Linked DNA regions of Mustela erminea: region 2 is linked to region 1. The links are chromatin contacts, called in public Hi-C maps. All regions are on one chromosome and are shown on one strand. The core of a region is the stretch at or near the end of the contact, and the rest is flanking DNA. Distances in the headings are between cores, read along the strand shown.

Region 1 (7,071 bases), core at 1,990-4,489:
CCAAATGGAAGATCTCATGTCTCTCCTTCAAGTCAAACTGAAATTTTGAGATTTTTTTTAAGTCTGTACATACCATTAATGTCTGCTATCTTCTATCAAAGAAGTCAAAATCAGAAGCATTTAAAAACAATTCAAGGAGTCGGGTGCCTGGGTGGCTCAGTGGGTTAAGCCTCTGCCTTCAGGTCAGGTCATGATCTCAGGGTCCTGAGACCGAGCCTTGCATCGGGCTCTTTGCTCAGGGGGGAGTCTGCTTCCTCCTCTCTGCCTACCTCTCTGCTTACTTGTGATCTCTGTTTGTCAAGTGAATAAACAAAATCTTTAAAAAAAAAAATTGAAGGAGTCAAAAATAAAGAGATCTGCTTTTTAACATGAAAAACAAGCAATTTCAAAAGAGATAAATTAAAGATGTATATATATGGTATAGAGGAAACTGAAGGCAAGAAACTTAGTTTGTAATAGAACAAGCAACATAATGTTAAAGGTTCAAGGATGGATTGGGTACAAAGGAAGTAGATGATTGTTAATCACTAAACTACAACCCAAATTACAGAGAACTAGGGTATCTTTATACTAAACAAATGAAAAATTTATTTTTATCTAATTTACTAGAATCCTTCCGGAGACGTGGGAGAAATCTGTAGTAGGCTTGGTAGGAGATGATTAAACTCTGGTCTATGGAGGGCACCTGAGGAGGGCAATCAGTTAAGGGTCCAACTCTTGGTTTTGGTTCCAGGATGGCTCTCAAGGTGGAGAGATTGAGCCCCTATTCCCTAACCCCTATCCTACTGAGGTCCTGCTCAGGCTTAGGGCCCACTGAGTTTGCTTAGGACTCTCACTCCTTCTCCTTCTGCCCCTGCCCCCACTACATGCGGGTCGCAGGGGCTCTCTCCCTTGCTTGCTCGTTTTCTCTAAGATAGGTAAATAAAACTTTTTAAAAAAATCTGGTCTATGGAAATAGATTTTAAAAATAAGGTCACAAAAGAAGCTACATGATGGTGTATAATAACCACATAGAAGCTCTGGTTTATTAGCTCACCTCTTCTTTAAAATAACACCAAGTTTTTATAAACACTTAGAGGGGTCATCTAGGTGTATACCTAGGCCAGTATATTGTATGTACTTGAAAGCTCACACTATGGCATAGATACCAAAAGCTTTCTAAGGAAAAGTTGCTAGAATTTGCATTGGAGAAAGCACTCATACAACTTTAGGAGATGCTACCATCCTATAATCTCCCACTAGAGAACCCCCTTAGGATGCTGCTTATTTCTTCCATCTTAATACCAAGAGCAGAGAGCAATGTCCAGCTATAGGGAGTCTAGAGTAGCTCACTAAGACCCTCAGAGTTCACTCTTCCCCTGAGCATTCAGGCTAGATTAACATTTAGCATCAGAATCTCAAAATTACTACTGTCAAATGCAAGCTAAGGTATGTATGAATCTCTCCACAGAGGAGGTACATACTCTCTCTGAGAATGAGTACTTAGTTGTCACAGATCTAAAAGCACAATTTAGATATGAAATTTCTATACCATGTTAAATTATCACTATTATTTAATCTAAGATTTATTTTGACTGACAAAGACCACAAAATAATTCATAAGTAAAACAGAAGAAACCCTAGGGGATCTGTTAGGCTGTTTACTTAGTTTCACTTGCTTATGTAAAATTAAGTTTTACTTTTATCCTTAACGAAGAGATAACACAAGTTATGGCAAATATCCTCAGTATTATAAATACGTTTAGACAATGGGTATCATATGCAGTACTTACTTACAGTGTAAAATTATTATAAAAACTATAGTTAAAGCAGAAAACGCCACCGCACTGTTAAGTAGCTAGAAGTTTGAGGACTTCCTCCTTCTAGTATCTGAGAAAACCAATGAAAAACTAGTCACGTTCAGTAAATCTTAACCTGGACCTACCACTACACACCAGGAAAGTTTTATGGAAAAACTGTAATGCAACTTTTAGTAATTAATGTGAGCAATCTAAAATAAACAAAAGTTTCCCAGGATTTCTAAACTGTTACATATGGAATCCAAAGGATGACAGGAGAGAATTACTTATGAAAAATCTCTTCTTCTTTCCAAAGTTATTCCTTGGTGAATATGAAGAAAACTACATGAAAACAATGTTTTCACTGGATTACTCAGCGCTAGATGTTGGTAGCAAACAATTAATTGTTATAAGACACCCACTTTTTTTTTTTTAATTACAAAGATACTTGATCTTAAATTGGTCTAAAATTAAACCAATCTCAACTATTTCTACATTTGACAATTTAAGCCTATGGAGCAGGATACCGAAACGCCCTCATACACATTACAACAACGATTTCTGGATAAACGATTTTGATAAACCACCCCAGTCCAAGGACGTCAGACTAGAAACTTTAAAAATCCTACAAAACATTCTAACTTCCGACCCAGTACCTCGATGACGGACATGTTTCTCCCTCCTTCGCTCTCAGAAGCCAGGTCCGCCTGGTCCTAGGGGCGGGGACCTTCGTGGGAGACCAGGGGACCCCAGTGCGGGCGACCAGGCATTCCCGGCCTCGGCCCCGTGAGTCTGGGCCGATCCCGGCTGACTCAGGGGCGCGGACCCGCCACGGGCGACGCTGGAGCCTCCCTCACTCACCGTGAAGCGCTGGTCGCCGACGCTGCCCACGGAGAAGCAGTGGTCGCCAGGGTTCACAGCCCCGGTCAGCACCTGGTGCAGGTTCATGTCTGCGCCCTAGTCCCGCAACGGACGCCGCGTCCGGCTCATGCCCAGGGTCAGCTGCCGCTTCCCTCCTCCTTCCTTCAGGGGCGGCGGCCGCTCTTGGGCGGCGACGGCGGCAGCGACAGGCGCCAGGAGCCGGAGCCGCTCAGCTGGGGCCCGCAGTTCATCCCGAGCCCTGGCGGGCAAGGCCCGGAGGGGGCGGGCCGCCGGGAGGGCGCAGCGCGGCGCTCGTCCGCGCACCTGTCACAGCCCGCGCGGGCCCAGGTGAAGCTCCGGGGCGACTCAAGGGCCGAGACTCCAGGCCGACTGCCCGGAGGAGGGCCGCGCAATCCACACAGTTCTTCTCGGCTCGGGGTGGCTGGCCCAGACCGAGCCCCAGGGGCGCAGACAGCACGCGCTCGCCTTCCCCGCCTGACCTGTCCCTTCCCGGCTCCGGTGCCCGCCACCCCCACTGGCCTTTGCCGCTTACTACGCGTCGCTAGGTCCCTTCAGCCGAAATATCGCGAGACTTCCCGCGGCGAAGAGGGGTACTGCGGTAAAGGACTCACTTTTTTTAACCACAGTTTACTGATCCGCAAGTGGATAAGAAAACGCCTCGTCCAGTCAGATGCTGGCCAATCATGAGCTCCAGTCCACCTAGGGCCCCGCCCACCACTGAGAACAGGCCAATCGCTTGGAGGCGGATGACTGAGTCTGTCGGTTTGAGTGCGGAACAGAAGGACACCGGCAGAAACACAGTGAGCCTAGAGTGAGTTAAAAGTAGTCGAATTATGCTTTAGGATGGGGCTTAATCCGTCGGGTCAGAAAGCGTGAATGGAAGAAAGGCGTATAAATGGAGATGCAGTGTCCTCCGTCCTGGTAGAGACTACAAGTCCCAGCAAGCACCGCTCCCCCTCCCCCCGCCCCCGGCGTCCCTTGGGGACTCCCAAGTGGATGTGACCCCTTCTGGCGTCTCTGTCCCGGCATAATAGTTTCTCCAGCCTTCCGCGCCTCGCTAAGCAGGGTGATTTTGAGAGACTTAAATACTCGACAAGTGTTAAAATCAAGTGTTTTCACCTAAATTTTCCTGAACTTGGGTTTTGAAGAACCGCGGACTATAATTACTGCACCAACCCTAGTTGAGCGTTTGTTTCTGGAAAAATCCCTAAGGATTCCAAAAGATTAGTGTCACAGTTACAACTGCTGGATACTCTCAGTGTATTTTGACCCAATTCTTGTGTTATTGTTGATAAAATATCTGTTTATATTTTTCCTTCCATATATTTAAGCCTCTGAAGTACGGACTGTCCTCTTCGACTGTGTAACCCCAGTGTCTAGCGCAGTGTCTGTCCCAGCATAGGTGTTGGGTAAATGTGAAACGGAGGAATATGAACAGGAACTCTCCACCTAAAAAGAGTAGTTTGTTAAAAATTGCCAAATTGATTTTTATATACTTTTGTCGTGGTTTAAAAAATTTTTTAAAACCTTCATTCAAGATGCTTGGATGGGAGTATTAATTTTATCCCTTTATGCTTTGCGAAGAAGTATTTTTGCAATGTGCATTTTATTTTGCAGTAAAAAGTCACTTCAGGGGCGCCTGGGTGGCTCAGTGCGTTGAGCCTCTGCCTTCGGCTTGGGTCAAGATCTCAGGGTCCTGGGATCGAGCCCCACATCAGGCTCTCTCCTTCGCGGGGAGCCTGCTTTCCCTTCTCTGCCTGCCTCTCGTCCTACTTGTGATCTCTCTGTCATATAAATAAATAAAATCTTTTTTAAAAAGTTACTTAAAAAACAAGCTTAAGAGTCATCTCCCTCTTTTAATTTGAACGATGTCAATAGAATCCTATTATTTATCCCAGTCTCTTTATAAAAATAAGGGACTTAAAACTTAATTTGTCTTTTAAAAAACTTTTATTGAGGCCTAATGTACATACAACTTAATTTCTGTTTTAATTATAATTCAAATCTTATTCAGAGTGGCTTTAAGTTAATTTTACATTTTAGATTCTAACTGAAGTTTTTTGTGTGTGTTCCTACATAAATTGTATCTGGCCAAACGTTTTTATTCATTCTATCCTGCCCAGTTTTTAGTTTTCAAGGGCATGCAGTATAGCAGAATTAAAGAAACTGAGTGACCTAGTAGTTAGGAAATCTGAGATCTACTCCTGATCTTACATTAGCTGTGTGACCTTGGAAAGGTTTTGCTAACTTTAAGACTGATTTTCCTCATCTGTAAAATCAGCAAGTTTAACCTATCAACAACATTTTGCTTGGCATTTTCATTCCTGCAACTCAGTACATCTGTTAGTTTTTATTAAATTCCTTCAGCCTTGAGTTAGACTACCTGAGTTTGAATCCTAGCCTTACCACTCAGACAGGTTATTTAATCTCTCTGTGCTTTACTTTCCTTATCTATAAACAAGAGATAATAGCAGACTTTCTTCATATAATCACTGGAAGGATTAAATAAGAACAGTGTTTGGCACATAGAGTTCAATAGATGTTAGTTGTTACTATTATTATCACTATTACTAAATAAACTTAACCTTTTAATGTATGGTTACTCTTTCTAATGTTTTCCAGTTGGTGTCATACCCTAGTCCAAATCAAACTTTCCAGGGATGCTTGAGACTGTGACAGATGTTCTGAGGACATTCTAGTCTATCTAAAACTGTAGTACTACAGTTCCTAATGAAAAGCAAGGGTATTCTTTTGCTTCTCATTCATCAGAAATACTCCTACTACTTTATTAAATTGCCCATTAAACAACTTGTCTTTGATATATAGCAGATAAACTGTTTCACTGAAATAACTAAATGCTAGTAATTTATCTTTTTTCTTCCTCTGCAACTCCTGCCTACTGTCAGGTTTTATACAGGCCCGAGCTAAGAATGTTTTTTACATTTTTAAATGGTTGAAAATATCAAGAGAAGAACACTTCGTGATAAGTGAAAATCACATAAAGTTCACATGCCCATAAATAAAATTATATTGGAATACATTCATGCATAATCATTTAGGTATTATCTATGGCTGCTTTCATACTACAGATGCAGAGTTGAATACAATTAACCATTGAACAAGGCAGGAGAAGTTCTAGTCTCAAAGGGGAAGAGAGACTTTAATGAGACTTAATAAGTGGTGACAGTGTAATGAACAGCAAACAGACTAACCTCGGAGACCCTGGGGCGAAAAAAGGAGCATATAGGAAGCCCACTCAGACTGAGAATTATTCATGCCTGTTCTTCACTCTCTGATCTCCTGAAATCCTTGTCATTATCCCCCTCCCTGCCACCCTCATCCTAAACTCATTAATATAAATTCCTATCCTCTGAGTCCCTGTGCCATGGGAGCCACCAATAGGGGCTTCAGTTCCCTCTGCCAACATTCAGTAGATGAAGGAGACTGGAAGTAAACAGAGTTCCTCATCCTGTAACAAAGGCTGAATCAGGGGGACTCTGTTGCTGGAATTTCACACAAGCATTTGGAACTTCCTGATTCATAAAAACAAGATGAGGGTGTCTGTGCATCTAAGACACTGACTGCCCCAGGAACTCGTCTGGACTGGCAACAGCAACCTTGCTATAGCAAAATCTATCATGGAGATTACAGGTTAAATAGAAATTCAAGCAACAAAGTAGGACCCCAGCCATCCTTTATGTATTGTTACTATAGAAACATTAATTCTAATGCCTCTAAATTTTGGGGATTGCCATTAAATAAATACTCTTGGCTCACTCTCACTTGCTCAGCTGAAGGGTTCCCACCCATAAGCACTTAAAGGGCAGTTATTTATAAAAGCTACTATTCATTAAACACTGAGTCTACACTATCATAGGTATTTTATTTATTTCATTTAAATCTCAACAAACACTATATTACAAATGAAGAAACCTAAACTAAAAAAAGAGACTAAATATTCTCCAACACCATATTAGATTTGGATCCTATCATCACCCAAGAATTTGAACTCAGATTTTGTGACTGCAAAGACCCTATAAGTGTTCTCCAAAGACCCCTGAATCCCAAAGTGAATACAATCAGAGTCTACCACTTACCCCCTTGCTGACAGTGTGAGAAGAGACAGAGAAGGTGAGATGACTTCTTTATGTTGGATCTTCAGGGATTTTTCTAAGGAAAAGAGCCATCTTCCCCAAATACTTTTCTCTTCCCCTTCCTAAAGATGGAAGAAAAGCTGACTTCCTTACTTTGACCCACTCCCAAACTAGAGAGACCATAGTTTGTTGAAAGATAAACATCTCCAGCCAAGAGACTCCTGATATTTTCCTACCACTAAGGGAAATGTTGTGGGGTGGGACCAGGCATGCTGGGGTTTGGATTCATTTTCCCGCCTCCTTTGCTTTGCTCACAT
Region 2 (7,071 bases), core at 1,852-4,351, 140 kb before region 1:
TTCCGTCAACTTCTGTCTCAGACCTGAGCTGACTGAGAATGCCAAACAGGGGGTCAAGGGTCCACTCTCTCTCTTTTTTTTTTTTAACCTAGGTTGACCCCTATGCACGGGCCCAGGGCCCAAGTCAGTGGTCCTGGGACTGGGGTTGCACTAATGCTGGCTTTTGTCTCTGTGAGAAAATAGGTGGCCCTCACTTGTTCTCACTGATCCTCCCCTGCCTCCCAAAGGTTCCCCCACGTTCCATCCCTTCAATGTGAGCAAACCTGGAAGGGGTGGGGAACAGATTCTTCTGAGAGGTGTGTCAGCAAAGCTTAACTCTTGACAGACCACACATGAAATCTTCAAGAAGCAAATGTCTTCATTCCAAAAGGCGGTCCCAAGCAGAAGAAGAATAAGTGGACCCATGAACTTCGAGATCTCCCTAGTGCCCAAAAGCAAAGAGCAACTATCTGAAATTCCCACAACCAGAAACCATCTAGAAATTGACCCCTCCTCCCATATGGCATTTCCTAACAAGTGCTGTTTGGATGCAATCATTTCTCTCCACACACCCTTTCCTCCAGTTTCAACAGAATGAAGAACTGCAGAGAACAGGCCTCAGAAAACACTCTTCTGGTGTGGGGGGAGCATGCTCACCCTAAAGCTTCTTGGCCATTCTGTCAGGATCCCTGAAGGGTCTGCACTCACAAGACCATGCTACCAAGATGAACACTGTAACTGGCAACAGAGACAGAAATGGAAAACTAAGGGGCAATGAAGATGAGATTTTCCAGCTCAAGCTACCCCTTTTCATTGAATTTAAGCAAAGGACACCAAATGGCACAAGAGATTAAAATCTCCCTTAAAGAACAACATTTCAGGGTCCACTCGTCAGAACAACTATGCTTTTGGGGGCCGCTTCTCAGATGCAATGATTTCCCAATGATTCTTAAATTATCCGATAATCTAGATGAATATAGTAGCTTATAAGGCCTACATCTGTTCATGCAAAAATGGTGAATACGAAACAGTCAACATCTAAAGCATTCGCATTTTGCAGGGAGGTAGGTGGTATCCACTTCCAGAAACTATTTACTCAAATAACAGGTAGAAACTCAAAAGGTGGGCCAGGGGTGGGGGAGGCAAGTACTGTGTACCAAGGGGAACAGCCATCCAAAAAACCCTACAAAAAAGCTAATTGTGTTACCAGCTAGAAAATTAGCAATAACTTGCTGACTTAACTCCCCATGTCAGATCTAATTAGAAGGTGGCAATAAATGTTTCCAGGTGTTTAATTAAGTGTGATAATTATTTCTTTCCTTTAAGAGAGATGGAGTCATATGTTTACATTTCACAGCATAATGTTTCCTTAGTTAAAACACCGTGGAAACACTTTTGTGTAACACAGGATTGAAACCAGGATAAAAATATCTGCTGTGATAAGCAGCACTTAAAGTGATTTATCAGCACTTGCTCTCGCATGCCAGCGTACAATGGCAACGTAAAGCTGCTCTGTTCTGGTGATTTTCTTTAGCCACACAGCTTTCTGCCGCCCACCCCCCACCACCCGTACACCTCAACGAAAGATTTCTATTCGACATGTCATTTAATTACCAGCATATCTTAAATGAATTGTCAAGGAAGTGGGGGCATTTTATGGGGCTCTCTCCTTTCATAGTAAGAACATAGCAAGAATACAATGAGATACAGAAGAATTCAGAGAATTCAGAGATACAGAAGAATTCGGCAACCAGGGAATCATTTAGGGATGGATTCAAGTACAGTGTCGCTATCAATTAACCTTTTTTAAATTATTTTTTTAAGATTTTATTTATTTATTTGATAGGCAGAGCTCACAAGTAGGCAGAGAGGCAGGCAGAGAGAGAGAGAGGGGAGGAAGCAGGCTCCCTGCTGAGCAGAGAGCCCGATGTGGGGCTCGATCCCAGAACCCTGGGATCATGACCTGAGCCAAAGGTAGAGGCTTAACCCACTGAGCCACCCAGGCGCCCCTAACCTTTTTTTAAATGCAGAAATGTCCTCTACCTTGAGGTAGTATTGACCTCCTGCCCACCCCCCCCATGAAAGAATTTACACAGGGATGCAAGTAACTCAAGGATTTTGTTGTTCCAGGGCTGGGCTCTCAACTCTTGTCCCCTTCCTTCCACCATCCCGCAGGTCCTGCTCTTTCTAACTACTGCTGTGTTTTAGGAAATCAGTTGGCGCTAGCATTACCGTGTCACTGAATGAATGCACACCCTTTTAGGTGTCAAAGTTCGGTTGGTCAGCCGGAGGGGGGTCTTGAACATGCCTATCAGCCTCCCTGGGTCCCAAAGGGCTCATCAGGTGTCCCTCCATCAGGTGCTTAAGGCTCCAGTGTCACCCGAGCGCGCGCAAGGACACACACATACACACACACACACACACACACAAAACTTTCTTCTGCAAAGGCAGCCTCCACCGAACGACGGAGGTAAAAACTCCAGTGCGTCCGTTTTACCACGCGGGGTTGGATTACAATCTCCGGCCAGCACCTCCGTCTGCAACCTGGGGCACTGTGGTAACCCGGGCAGTCTCCTCTGCACAGCACGAGCTGTTAGCAGGCAGCGGGACACATAGCGGGCTCCGCGTCTACACAAGGAAGGACCGGGTCGCGCGTGGGGCTCAGAGGAGGAGGTGGAAGTGAAGGAAAGGTTCGACCCGAGTCTGTGGTAGGGGCTGCTAGCCGGAGGTCTCAGACAGGCGCCGCGGCGCAGAAACTGGGTAAAACTTCGGGGAGTTTCCGGGGCTGTGCGCGCCTGCACACACACTCTGACACACACGCGCTCACATGCACCCACTCACACCCACTCACTCCCGAAAGTCTGAGGGAGCGGAAGGCGCGCCCCTAGGAGCAGCCGTCAGCCCAGCGGCCGGGGAAGCCCCGAGAGGGAGTATGTGTGAGACCCACGCGCCGGGAGGTACTTACTCTGAAGAGAGGGCGCGGCGGCGCCGGGACACAGAGGCGAACCTGGTGATCTGACGGTGCGGAGTTCGCTAGCGGCTCGAACGCTCGCGGGCTTCCGCGGACGGATCAGCAGCGCGGGCCAGACGCGGCGAGAGAAAAGGGGCCACGGGCCAGGGGCGGGGCGGACTAGGCAGAGGGAGGAACAGAGCGGTCGGGGCGGGGCGGGAGACTGGGCGCCAGGGGCGGGGCTACGGGAGGATCGAGGACGCTGGGGCGGGGCCAGGAGGACGAGCGAACGGGCCGGGGGCGGGGCCACGAGGGGCTAGGAGTCCAGAGGAGGAACTGAGAGGAGGAGCTAGGAGGGTGGGGGCAGAGCACGCGGCGGAGGAGGGGCCAGGGGCGGGGATAAGGCGGGGCCCGACGGTCCGGAGCGGAGCTGAGAGGAGGAGCCAGGAAGCTGGGGGCGGGGAGGACTGGGGAGGAGGAGCCGAGTCGGGGATGTGGGAGGAGCTAGATTGTCGGGGGCGGGCCATGAGGAGAAAGAAGGTCGGGGGCGGAGCTGAGAGGAGGAGCTAGGAATACAGGGGCAAAGCGGGTTGAAGAGCTGAGAGGCGTAGAAGGCGCGGGAGAGGAGGAGGGGCAGGGCTAGCGGAAGGACCTAGGAGGTCAGAGGCGGGAAGGAGAGCCAGGTATCCTGGACTGGGCGAACCCAGCCTGACACCGAGGTGGCACGGCAGGTGCCCCGAAGAAGGCAGGGGAGGGCCGGGCTGCGGCGTGCGAGCTGGATCCGGACTGGAAGGAGGGACGTCTGGACGCGAGGGGTCAGGACTGGCTTGAGGGTCACGTTCGGGCCTCGGTGTCTTCAGTCGCAAAAATGAGATACCAGCCTCATAGTGTGTTGAGACGGTTAAATGAGCTCATACAGGTTTACTGTGCCTGGCACGAAACAGGCATGCATGACTGTTACCAACTGTTGACATTATTATTGATTAGAACTATCCACGTAAGCCCCTAAATCCCACTAATTTTTTTTTTTTTCTTTTTCAGCTTCTACTGGCCTCAAGTCTACCTCGCGATGTCTGACGCATTCATGATTCCTGGTTGCCCTTCACGGAGATTGCAGGGCTTCCTTTCTCAGGTAAAGACTTCATTGGCTCCTTGGAAGCCCGTCTGGTCTCAGTCACTTCTGGGGCTTTCACTGTGACTGCTCCTGCCTGTGGGGTCGAAGACTAGCTCTCCCCCGGGATGGGGCAGAATCTGCCTTCCTTCTGCGGAGGAGCCCCGACCCGGGGTAGAGGTTCATGAAGGTGCTGACCTTCGTAGGAGCACAATGAATCCACAAACATCCATTAAACACCTACTATATGGTGGCTCTGTGCAGGGGGCTGTTAATAATAATATTAGCAAAACTTAGTATGGGCAGGTCACCGTCCTAATCCTCACAACAGCCTATAATGTTGCTCTTAGAGTTACCTTTATTTTTTAAAAAAGATTTTATTTATTTATTTGACAGAGATCACAAGTAGGCAGAGAGGCAGGCAGAGAGAGACAAGGAAGCGGGCTCCCTGCTGAGCAGAAAGCCTGATGCGGGGCTGGATCCCAAGACTCTGGGATCATGACCTGAGCTGAAGGCAGAGGCTTTAACCCACTCAGCCACCCAGGCGCCCCTAGTTACCTTAATTTTACAAAGGAAAATGGAGGCATAGTCAAGTAAAATATCCTGCCCAAAGTTACACATTTAGGGAGTGGCCCAGTATGGCTGGGAGACAGGTAATTAAACACTTTGTAGGTGAAGTAGACCAGAAAATCACAACACATTTGTGTTCAATGCCCCAAATAAGAATATGCACAGGGTTCATAGGTGTTTAGAAAAGAACACTGTCCTGTGGTTATACTATGGGAGGGGGGTGTCAGCAAGACCATCCTGAAAGAGGTGATGTCTGAGTTGGGTTTGGAATTAGGAATAGTAGTTTCAGGAGCATCTATAGGGGGAGAAATGGGCACAATCAACATTTTTCAAGCATTCAGGAGGGTTGAGAAAAAGTAGAGCGTAGGTTGGAATGAAGCTAAAATAACAAAAGAGGACCCTTTAAATTCAAGCGCACCTGGGCGTGCCTGTGTGCGTGTGTGTGTGTGTTCTCACTATAGGAGCTAAACAGCATTAATTTGACCCTTCCTTAGTAGAAAGCCAGAAGGATTTTAATCATGGGGGACATATCAATTGTTGTTCCAGAAAGGTCATTCTGAAAAACAGCAAAGAGAATGCCAGAGCCAGTAAACTTGCTTAGGAAGTTACCGAAATATGACAGGTTGGGATACTGTGGTAGGCATTATACTGAATCTGGGATGGATGTCCACTCCCTAATCCCTGGAACACTTTGCAGATGTGCTTACGTGTAAAGACAATGTGATGGGGAGCTTATGCTGCATTATTTGAGTGGGTCTAATCTAATCATGTGAGTCTGTAAAGTAAAAGAGTGGGTCGGAGAGACTCAAAATATGAGAGGAACTGGACCTAGTTCAGAAACCAAGGAATGCGTGGCCTCTAAAAGTTGGAAATGGATCTCAGCCAACAAAGAGTGGGAATCTCAGTCCTGCGGCCACAAGGAAGTGAACTCTGCCAGTAACCCAACGAAGCAGGGGAAAGGGAATCCTCCCTTAGAGCCTACAGATGGGAACTCAGCTCTTGAGGTGACACTCTGATTTTATCCTGTTGAGATCCACACTGGAATTCTGACCTATAGTACTGTAAAATAATAATTTATGTTGTTTTAAAACCTTATATTGGTGGTAATTTGTTGTGACAGTAATAGGAAACTCATACAGATGCTGAAGGCCTGGAGATTGATGGGATGTGGGGGTTGAGAGAAGGAGAGTCATCTAGGTTGATTCATAGGGTTTCTGGTTTGGCAGGCTCTGTCTTTGGTAATGCCACCCATTAGAGGGAGGGACAAAGACATTTACTTTCTAAATACTTCTTGACTCGGCAGTGGTGCAACTAAATTAGGATTAACAGAGTTTGTACACTCCCATCCTTCCCCACCCCCAAATAATTAGAAATGATTCTTGCCTGAATGCCCATGGGCAGTCATATTTGTCACCACCAACTGAGAACTGTGGTAATCTATATGCCGCGTGTAAACTGGACGACTTAGGACAACGCGCCTTGCTTCTGCTGAGCTAGAAGGAGGCGATTGTCGGCATGACTGTTGTGAGAGTCAGCCAGGAGGTCATGGTGCCTCCAAACTCAGCTCCAGGAACTGTCCCCATTGCTTCACTCCTGTCTCCGTTGTTCCCAGCTGCACCCTAAAACAGCACTGCCCAGAGCCCCTTCTATCTTTTACACGGTTCTACAATCTATCTTCAACATTCCTTTTTTTTTTTTTTTTAACATATTTATTTATTTGACAGAGACAGAGAGAGAAATCATGAGCAGGGGGAGTGACAGAGGGAGAAGCAGACTTCCTGATAAGCAAAGCGCCCAACTCGGGGGTTCCATCCCAAGACCTTGGGATCATGACCTGAGCCAAAGGGAGGTGCTTAACGACTGAGCCACCCAGGTGCCCCTGTTTTCAACATTCTACGCCTGGACTAGTCTCTTATCCTTGGCTTAATTTTTGACTCTTCCTCTGCCTCACATACACTTGCATTTCTCCCAGCTTCCTCTCCTACCCAGCCTAACGCCAACAACCGACACTTCAGCCAGTCACTGCTAGTGCCTCCTCCTATTCCTTTACCTCATCATCCTTTCCTTGTACTCGCCTGGCAAATTTCCAACCAACCATATTTTCGATATGGACTCAAGAAGAACCCGAAAAGGTGAACCTAATTCTCTGCAGACACATAATCTCTAATCTCAGCTAAGTCTGTGTGCAGCCTAGATACCCTCCTGCATCACAAGAGTATGAAGGGGGTTCAATTTTTACCTCTTTCCTTGCGACATCTTTCCCATCCCTTGCCCTTCATGCTCTCGATATCCCTACCTGCTAATATAAAATATACAGATAAGCAATAGTTTTCTCGACTTCCTGTTGGAGCTAGCAAAAATACCATCTACATCCACTCATCGTGGTTTCCTTTCCTCTCATCCCAGAGGATCAGAATAAACCCTCTCACCGGTTGTTTGGGTCCCCCCAGAGCCCTTGCTT

Evidence for each region. Hi-C and Micro-C count contacts between places; a contact is called where the count stands out from the background.
Region 2: a contact with region 1 is called in a Hi-C map of spleen, with 4 times the contacts expected there. The contact joins the promoter of TNFAIP8 here to the promoter of DMXL1 in region 1. A contact is called at or near these places in 2 of 3 Hi-C or Micro-C datasets (skeletal muscle and spleen).

What each region holds. Positions count from the first base shown.
Region 1 is chr3:21,151,500-21,158,570 of mMusErm1.Pri, reverse strand. It overlaps DMXL1 (dmX-like protein 1), which reads right to left and starts at 3,239. Exons shown (of 44, transcript XM_032335421.1): 1 at 2,640-3,239. The coding sequence starts at 2,726.
Region 2 is chr3:21,290,395-21,297,465 of mMusErm1.Pri, reverse strand. TNFAIP8 (tumor necrosis factor alpha-induced protein 8) reads right to left here and starts at 3,101. Exons shown (of 3, transcript XM_032335430.1): 1 at 2,945-3,101; 2 at 637-717.